Linked DNA regions of Hordeum vulgare: region 1 is linked to region 2. Evidence: chromatin contacts called from public Hi-C data. All regions are on one chromosome and are shown on one strand. The core of a region is the stretch at or near the end of the contact, and the rest is flanking DNA. Distances in the headings are between cores, read along the strand shown.

Region 1 (4,415 bases), core at 257-2,756, 300 kb before region 2:
CTGTCGTTCTACTATTGGCTCATCATGAATGAAATCTCCACCATCAACTCTGGATAGACGATGCCCATGAATGATTTTTTAAGCTATGTAAATGAATAAAGGCATGTTATGTCAAAGAACACAATAATGTCATGATATAAATGCGCAAATATGGTGCAGAAGATATGCATGGTCAGGAAAAGCCTTACAGAATTAGTTGAACTGTCATCATTTAGAATGCCTTTAAGCATTTCAACAGTTGATGCACATTTCTGATCACCAGCTGCTAAGCATAACACAGCAACACACTGTGCAATAGAGGATAGTGCGTGCTTGGAAAGACCGCCTGACTGTGATGGCTTGGCAGTTGAAATAAGGGAGTCCAACAATGTTTCAAAGCTTGTATTTGCAGACTGGACCAGTGAAGCAAAAAACTTCTGTAGCGCCTGCAATAGAAACAATGTCCTCTGTCAGTAGGAGAATAAGAAGAAATCCAGTATTTATATTTAGATATGAAAATATATACCTGTAGTGCTTGTCCTTGCAACAAAGCACTCCTGATCAAAATAAGGGCCTGAGGCAAAACTTTATGTCTCACAGCTAAACTGACATTTTTAATGGATCTTCTGTCAACCATTATTGTGCAACACAGCTCCAATGCAAGAGCAGCCATATGCAAATCGATGTCACTGCCACAATAGATAATCCAACATCAATCTTCCTGGTAGGCAGGAAATGGAGATTTGTTGAAGAAAGCTAAGAAAGGATAGAACCTTATGAGAGTAGAAAGTTCAGCTATTATCGTTTCATAAGAGGACGAGCCAATTTGACCACCATATGTGACAACCAGAGAATTTAGGGTCCCAATGTTGCCTGCCTGAGTGCTCTGTTGGCCTTCTGTAAGGGGACAACAAAAGAAGTTAGTCTTCAATTTTAATGCCCTGTTTGACATACATGATTTTTCAAGTTACAAAATCAAAACAAACAATGTGTATAATACATCTATACCTTTCGAAGGAAAGCTGTGAGCTCAGAAATGACATGGTCCAGGACGCATGACAGATCAATCCGAAGAAGTGAATTCGCAATCACCGCAAATGCCTGTAAGGAATGAACATTTTGAAAATGCAACAGAACCAAGAAAAGCAGTGAATCTGCATACTATCAACTACTACAGGAAAACAGAGAATAAACAAAACTTTCTGAAAACACCACCAGTGGGCATAAGAAAATGATGACAGGGTATACAACTAAAACTATAGACAAGACCCACACAAATAGATTGGTATACTATGGTATTGTACTAAAGCTATCTTTAAATCAATGAACCCGCCACGAAAGCATCTCTGTCCCAAGCAACTCAGCAAGATGCATTGATCAAAACATTTATGTTTGTTTTTCTACCATTGAGTAGAACACTGAGAATTCAACTCAACATTTACCATCATGTCCCTGTTAGTTTTGGTTCTGAAGGTGTCGTTGATTGCTTACCTTGACAGCTGTGAGTCGTGTTATTTCATTGCCCATCCTATGAACAAGTATGGGAAGGCATGACGGTAATTCCCTCCGAAGACCATCACCAAAAGTAGCAATAAGTACAATGTTGCCGACCATCATGTGATAAGCACATAATTATGCAATAAGTAGCAAGAGTGTATGAATAATTATGTTTTACTTGGCTTTTGTAGCGGCACCGGTTCCCTCCCATCCACACTTCGTTGTTCCGGTGAGCCGGAGCAGAGCATGAGCAACGGTGAGGTGAGTGGGCTGGAACGACGAGCCTCGTGAAGTGCTTCTCCAGGGTATGCCCGCTGGAGCAGAGCATGAGCTCGCAGAGCTGCGGGTGCGCGTACCCGTACCAGGGGGTGATGTACTTCCGCGCGCCCTTGTTCGCGGATGTGGGCAACGGCACGGCCAGGCGCGGGGGTGATGTACTTCTGCTTCCAGCTCTCCCCGTCTCCGTCCCCTCCTTCGACCCGCGCCACCTGCAGAAGCGGCACGACAGGACAGCAGCAACACCTGCGCCCTCCTCCCGCGCGCGCCGACGCCAGCAGAAGCGGCCGGCAGATGCGCCGGGTCGGCATCCCGCACTCCAACCTTTGCGCCACTTGCAGCCGGTACGTGCACGTCTTCCGCCACCCCTGCCTCGTCTGCGGCCGCGCATACTGCCGCCGCTGCGTGGGCGCCGGCATGGGCGACATGACTGAGGGACGCAAGTGCCTCGACTGCCTCGGCCGCAAGTAAATCCACCGCTACATCCACCGCGCTGGTCGGGGCGCCACCGCCGCCGCGGGGCTCCTCTGCCTCTGCTGCTGTGCGCTCCACGCATGGGGCTCTTCTTCCTCCGTCAGGTCACAGGAGCTGCTCTGGGCCGAGAAGGGCGTCGCGCCGCGCCGAAGGCCATCCTCGTCTTCCTCCACAACCTCCATCTCCGCCTCCTAGAGCACCGCAGCCGGCGGGGAATACTCCGCGTCCATGAGCATGGGGCCCGTCCCCTTTCTGTGCTCGTCGTCGTCGTGCTGCTCCTGATTAGATCTGGAGCCCCGCCTCGTGACCCGCCACGACTCCCCTCTTGCTCCTCCTCTCACGGCCGGTGGGGATGGGAAGAAGAACACGGCGATGGCGGCGCGAGGCATCCCCATCGGCGATGGCCCGACGGTGGCGGTCGTCGGCGCCGTGACGGAGATGGCAGTAAGCAGCCGGAATGGATGAGAGAAGACTCGCGACCGTGAACTGGGGAGAAGGGGTGTTTGTGTAAAACTGATACATTTTTCCACTTAAATTGGTAGTGCGGGTTGAATATGTATAATGTGAGGTTTTTTTTTGCAAAACTGCCACGACGGACGACCAAAAACCCTATTTGCTTTATTATTAAGGAGAGATTTTAAAAACGGTGCGGCAGCCAACGATTGACAACGAGTGTGTTTTCGTGAATTTCTCCAAACCGCTTGTCGGAGCGATGCATAGGATTAAGTGGACCATATTGTCAATGTTGGTGTACTGCATCTGATCGGAAAACATACTTCAATGTCATGAGAGAAGACTGCACGTGATTTATTTGTTATTTGACCTTTTCTTCTTTTTGTGTCACAACTTTTATGTTACATCTTTTTTGATCTCTACATTACAAAGAAGGACACCACTATGTAGCGGCGCCGCATATTTGCATTACCGTGCGGCGGCCGCTAACGAGTCCGACGCAAAAACGGCCTGTGTTCGCGTGTCCTTGGGTGAGACGTACCCATGCATTGATGCATGCATAAGGTTGCCATCGGTTTCACCCTCTCTCACATGCGAGCTGGCATCACATGCATGTAGTGCAGAAGGATTTTTTTTTCTCTCAAGACAAAATTGCTACTAGTACTACCCTATGCTAAGAACATCCTCCCACTATTTGCTTATCTATGCACTTACCTACTTTACAAAAAATTGAAAGTGAACTATTTATCTTCCAAAACATTGGTATGAATGATGACCAATTCTTCGAAACAAGATCCTTTATTGTTATATTTCAACAACTTTATTCGTTGGTGCTTTTCACGTATTGTACTTACTAATTTTTTTGTCATATTTACTTATAAAATTTATTGTACTTACTTTTCGTATTAACAACTTTTCTTTGCCACTTGACTTTATACTTGTTAGATTCATTCTGCTTACTTGCCACATTACAATTTAATTATGACCTTCATATCATACTTGTCAAATTTAGGACTTACTTGCCACATTACAATTTGACTACGTCCTTGCTATTATACTTACTTGTCAAATTCATTGGACTTACTTGCCACATTATATTTTAATTATGCCCTTACTATTATACTTACTTGTCAATTTTTTTATCATATTGACAAATTAACTTGCCACTTGACATTATACTTGTTGGATTTATTGTGCTGATTTGCCACATTATAGTTTAATTATGCCCTTGCCATTATACTTACTTGTCAAAATTATTGTATTTCATTGTCAAATTTATTTTCATATTAGAGCTTTGCCACTTGTCATTATACTTACTTGTCGGACTTATTTTATTTATTCGCCGCATTATACTTTATTATGCCCATGCCATTATACTTACTTGTCAAATTTATTATACTTATTTGCTATATTAACAGTAGGAGATAAATTATTAGTTTTCTGGGGTAAGTTACTAGTCATGCTAATTTGAGTTTTACTTTGACACAACCAATGCGTTGTTCAAACATCAGAAATTCCAACGGTGTTTCCGTATGGCTAGGCATGTTTTCAACTGTATTAGAGAGAGGACGGATGGATACGGTAACTATTTCGAGTGCAAAGAGGACGTCCTTGGAAAGATTAGCTTCTCATCTTATCACATCAGAAATTCAATGCAACCAGCCAGATGCTTGCATATGGAGTATCCGGTGATCTCATTGATGAGTACGTCCGTATGAGCGAGTCTACATGCCTAG
Region 2 (4,510 bases), core at 544-3,043:
CTCAGCGCAGCATGGGTTACTTTGCCTGATTTTTTTAGCTCAAGGAGAATGCAAGTCAGGTATGAAGATCGCCAAAAAATGGAGTTATGGCACATTGAAAGAATCACTATCACATAAGATGATCAGGCATGACCCCAGATGACAAACAAGATGCAGTCCAGGGAATAACTCAAGGGCGGTGTGCTCTGGAGCAGGAGCCTGTTTGCAATCAGACTTCAACTAGGCTGCCGCCGACCTGAGCCAACTTGGGATACAGTCCGCAGCCATCCATTCTAAGTTTGTGGTGGGGGCAACATTTGATGGTGGGCACAGAACATTGCTTACTTTGATGTTTGTTCCCGTGTCCGTGATAAAAATAATTTGCATTATCTCTGTCCGAGGAAACTGAAGATGCAATAACCATGTGGAAGACAGGTGCTCATTCCCCTTATTCATCGGTGTGTTTTTCTACTCTTGTGGAAGAAATTTAGCCGGCTTGCTTCTCACCGATCTTCAGATCACTGAAACCAACTTTATGAATTGCATCCACTGTATCTCTCTCTCTATATATAGTTCTCGTGGTATCATTATGTGCACTCTTCACCGAGAATGTTCTCACCCATATATCTGGTTTTTATTGTTGTAAATGCCAGTTATGAGGCAGATAATTATGTGTATCATGGATAATTTTCCCTTGGCTGGCTTCATAATATTGATTTCAGAAATGAGTCAAACAAGAGATTGACACAACAGCTACTCATGGACTAACAATCCCTCATTTCGCATTACATACTCCCTTGATTTGTAGCAACACACGCCACCGTTATGATAAATAGCGTACAGGCAACACAGTTACACAACACGACACATATGAATGCAACAATTGTGATAACTTACAAGCAGCAAGTATAACAAATGATTTGAGACAGAATAGAAGAAGAAGAAGAAGAAGAAGAAGAAGGAGGAGGAGGCATGCAGAAGGAGGCGGCGAAGGCCGCGGACGCCATGGAACCACCGGGGGGCTGTGAGAAGGGGCGGTCAGTCGTCGCGGCAGACGGAGCTCTTGGGCTTGACGACGAACTTCATGAGGCCGGTTGTGCAGTGGACGCCTTGGCGCTCGCCGCAGACGAAGTAGTGCATCTTGCGCTTCTTGAGCACGAACTCGAAGCCCGCACCGGAGCCCTGCGCCACGCCGGCCACCAGCTTGCCCGCCTTGATGTTGCACGACTGGTAGTCGGCGAGGTTCCGCATCAGGTACACGCTGTGCGCGTGCGTCGTCGCGTTCGGCGGGTCGTACGTGAACACTGCATGCACGCCCACCATCCACACACTGAACCTTTAGCAACCTCAGTGAAATAGTAATAGCTTCGTTGTTTTTCAAAGCCTGGTGTTGCAGTTAGTTTTTTTCTTCTTTCTTATTTGCAGTTAGCTAGTGTGCGCCAGATATGGCAACCACCCAGCGTGCAAAAATAGTTTTTTTTTCTTTTTATTATCAGAGGGAACCAAGACTGAACTAAGATAAGATAAGAGCAGTAATCGTGTGTGTACCAAGGGTGTCGTCCTGGAAGAAGGGTCCCTTCCTGATGACCCAGTCGGTGTAGTTGTACCCCCACGTCCACCGCGCCGCGTCGCCGACGACGAACCGCTCCGCCCGGCACGCCTCCGGGACGAGCACCATCGCCAGCAGCACGAGCACCGCCGCCGTTGCCCCCACCCTCGCCTCCATCTCTCAACCACAAACAAGCTAGCACTCGTTCAGCTCGCCGGCCACTGGATGATGCCCTGGCTGGTCTGGTTTGCTGTGATGAGCATGCCATGGCATGGCTTGGCTATAAATAGGTCCGGACGGGCCGGTCGGTCGATCATGGCGTTGCGTGGGAGTGCAGCACGGGGGCGCGTGATGATGGCGCCAGTTGACTCTTGTAGCTGAGCCGAGGGTTCCGTCAGCTCGATCGACAGAGGCTGGGAGAATTGGAGGCGTTCTCTTCTTCTCGGGTCATTGTTTACTTGTCTGGGCCACACGATTAGAAAAGTTGGGCGTTGCACTGAGCTAGGGTCGCGTTTGGGGTTGGTCGATCGACGGCAACGTTGGTGCGCCATTAGCGACCTGGGCGTGCGTGCTTAGTGGCGCGGCGTGTCTTTGGGGGTTGGTGGACGCCACTGGCCCTGGCCGTGTGGAACTTGGTGGTAACATCTAGGTTAGCTACTGTCCACTTTGATATGCATTGGCATCTCTGGTCACTTCTACGGAGCTGCCCCCGTAGCCGTGTGCATGGTCATCAGCGTAGCCATGATTATTACGGTGGTGGATTAGGGGGGGGGGGGGGGGGGGGGGCACTGACCATGATTACTCCTGTAATAGAGGGTTAGGGCGGCCGCTGGATGATTAAGTGAGGGCGTGATTGGTCCATGTACGTACGCTTGTCTGTTTATTTGACAGCAAAGTAGACGTACGCTTGTCTGTTTATTTGACAGCAAAGTAGAAGCAATAGATACACTAAACCACTTACTCTTTCCTAAATATAAATCTTTTAGCAATTTCATTACGGACTACATATAAAACAAAATAAGTGAATCTACACATTAAAATATATTTATATACATCCGTATGTAGTTTATAATAAAATATTTATAAAAAATTATATTTAGAGCATCTTCATCCGTTTGGCCCTAGGGAACCCGGCGAAAGCCTTTTTGGCGTTGCGCCGACACTTTTTTCGCCCTGGAGGCGAGCGAGTTTCCAGTCGCGTCCTCAGTTTTCGGCCCCTGACGTCAACTTTTTCATATTTATCTTTCCTATTGCCAAAAAGACGTCACAAGTTCGACGATCATCATGCCACAAGTTGGCGATCAGCATGTCATAGTTTGGCGATCAACACACCCAGTAGTTCGGTGATCAAAAGGAAATGATAGTAGAGAAAATCAAACAGCCGGCTCGGCGAAATAGCCGAGGTAGTCGGGCTCATCGGCGGCATAGTCTCTGTCGGGGTCGTCGTCGTCGCGATCGCCGCTACAGTCGCCGCCAGCACCGACATCTGGTTTAAGATCAGGCCACGCTCCATGAAGTACCACGCCTTCACCTTCTCGTCGCCGTCGGAGTACGACGACCGCCATGTGCATTGCCGTCGGAGTAGCCAGGCGAGTGTACGTACCCACAGGGCGGCATCGACAGCGAGAGGTTGGCCGACGACGCAACGCCCTGGCAGCCCCTCCATGCGACACGTGGGTTGCGGACGGGGGATTCATCATTCCCGTGCGGGACACCTCTTCCTGATCGACCGCCGCCGCCGCCGTCGCGTCCCTGATCTTCTTGGCGTCGAGCCTCCTCCGTCGGTCTGTTGTGACCGCCTCTCGACACTGGGCATCCGCACTCCACTCGGCGTCCGAGACGCCTGTAGTCCTAGCCATCGACTTCCTCTACTTCTGCTGGCTGGAATCGGTAGCGGTGGCAGGGCGAGGGAAGGTGTACTTCTTCTTTGCTGGCATGGCGGCCGGATGGCGGGAGCGGGAGAAGACTGGCGGGAGAGGGGGGGAGATGTGGAAAATGGAGGGAAAGGAAGGAGGAATGGGGAGAAAACGACTGGAATAGGTCCGGTTGCCGCCGACAAAGCGGGCCCACTTGACTTTTCGCTTCGACCGGTGCTCCTAGACGCCCTAGGGGGCTGGGTTCGCCTCGGGTTCGTCGACTGTTATTTTGATTCAAATCGACGCTAAACGAGGAGTTGAAGGCACGACTGAACCGATTTTTCATCATTGACGCTAAAAAAGATGTCTTCGGGGGCTGTAGGAGGGGGGGGGGGGCGAGTGGAGATGCTTTTACGAATGGAGGAAGTACTATACTCTGGTAGTATGTGTACATGCGTGCTTCATGACCGCGTCATGCTGAGTGTCGCTTCGAGCAAGTGCCCAACGTGTAGTTGTAAATTAACTAACTCTAGTGTTGCGGAGTGCTTTCCAATCTGTTTTTGTATTCCACGATCGACCACCGTCAAACGACCGATCTCTTTGCCACCACTGCACGTAAGGGTCAGGAGTTTGTGGTCAAGATGGCGCGAATTCGTCGCCGTCCGGCGCACGATCCGACCGACCGCCCACTTTTGCTGGGACTAACAAAAATGCTAGACCTATTAAATTTTACTTACGTTTACCAAATCTTTCAACTTATTTAAACATGCCTCCCTGATTTTCAGTGATGAATGAGCCTCACCCTTCACGTAATCCAATCAATAATTGCCAAATCAAACTATCCCATAAACGTATGTAAACATTTACGTAAATGTAGCATTGCTCGGGACTAACTGTATCGCTCGGGAGACCTCGTCGATCAGTTGATGGCTTGCCTTTGAATCGGCTCAAACGAAAATCTTACCTTTGAATGGATCGTTAAAATGCACGATTCCGGTAAGTTTAACTTTGGGGTTCAATCACGGTCACACAAGTTATGAGCAACGCGTGCACGCTCCAACAATTGGCTAGATTAATCGTGCTGTTTTTGTTTATTTATAAGCTAATGGATAAGATTGTTTGAGAG

What was found. A called contact is a pair of places that touch in the nucleus more often than the background predicts.
Region 1: a contact with region 2 is called in a Hi-C map of seedling, with 3 times the contacts expected there. The contact joins the promoter of LOC123408350 here to the promoter of LOC123410578 in region 2. A contact is called at or near these places in 1 of 6 Hi-C or Micro-C datasets (seedling) and 1 of 1 datasets of contacts at active chromatin or transcription factors (embryo).

What each region holds. Positions count from the first base shown.
Region 1 is chr7H:81,395,995-81,400,409 of MorexV3_pseudomolecules_assembly, reverse strand. LOC123408350 (cullin-associated NEDD8-dissociated protein 1-like) reads right to left here and starts at 1,506. Exons shown (of 7, transcript XM_045101474.1): 1 at 1,471-1,506; 2 at 1,072-1,147; 3 at 988-1,008; 4 at 753-876; 5 at 506-668; 6 at 189-425. The coding sequence starts at 1,506. It also overlaps the pseudogene LOC123409250.
Region 2 is chr7H:81,098,833-81,103,342 of MorexV3_pseudomolecules_assembly, reverse strand. It overlaps LOC123410578 (blue copper protein 1b-like), which reads right to left and starts at 1,793. Exons shown (of 2, transcript XM_045103521.1): 1 at 1,528-1,793; 2 at 721-1,283. The coding sequence starts at 1,705. The coding sequence ends at 1,018. LOC123410577 (pentatricopeptide repeat-containing protein At5g18475-like) reads left to right here. Exons shown (of 1, transcript XM_045103520.1): 1 at 1-713.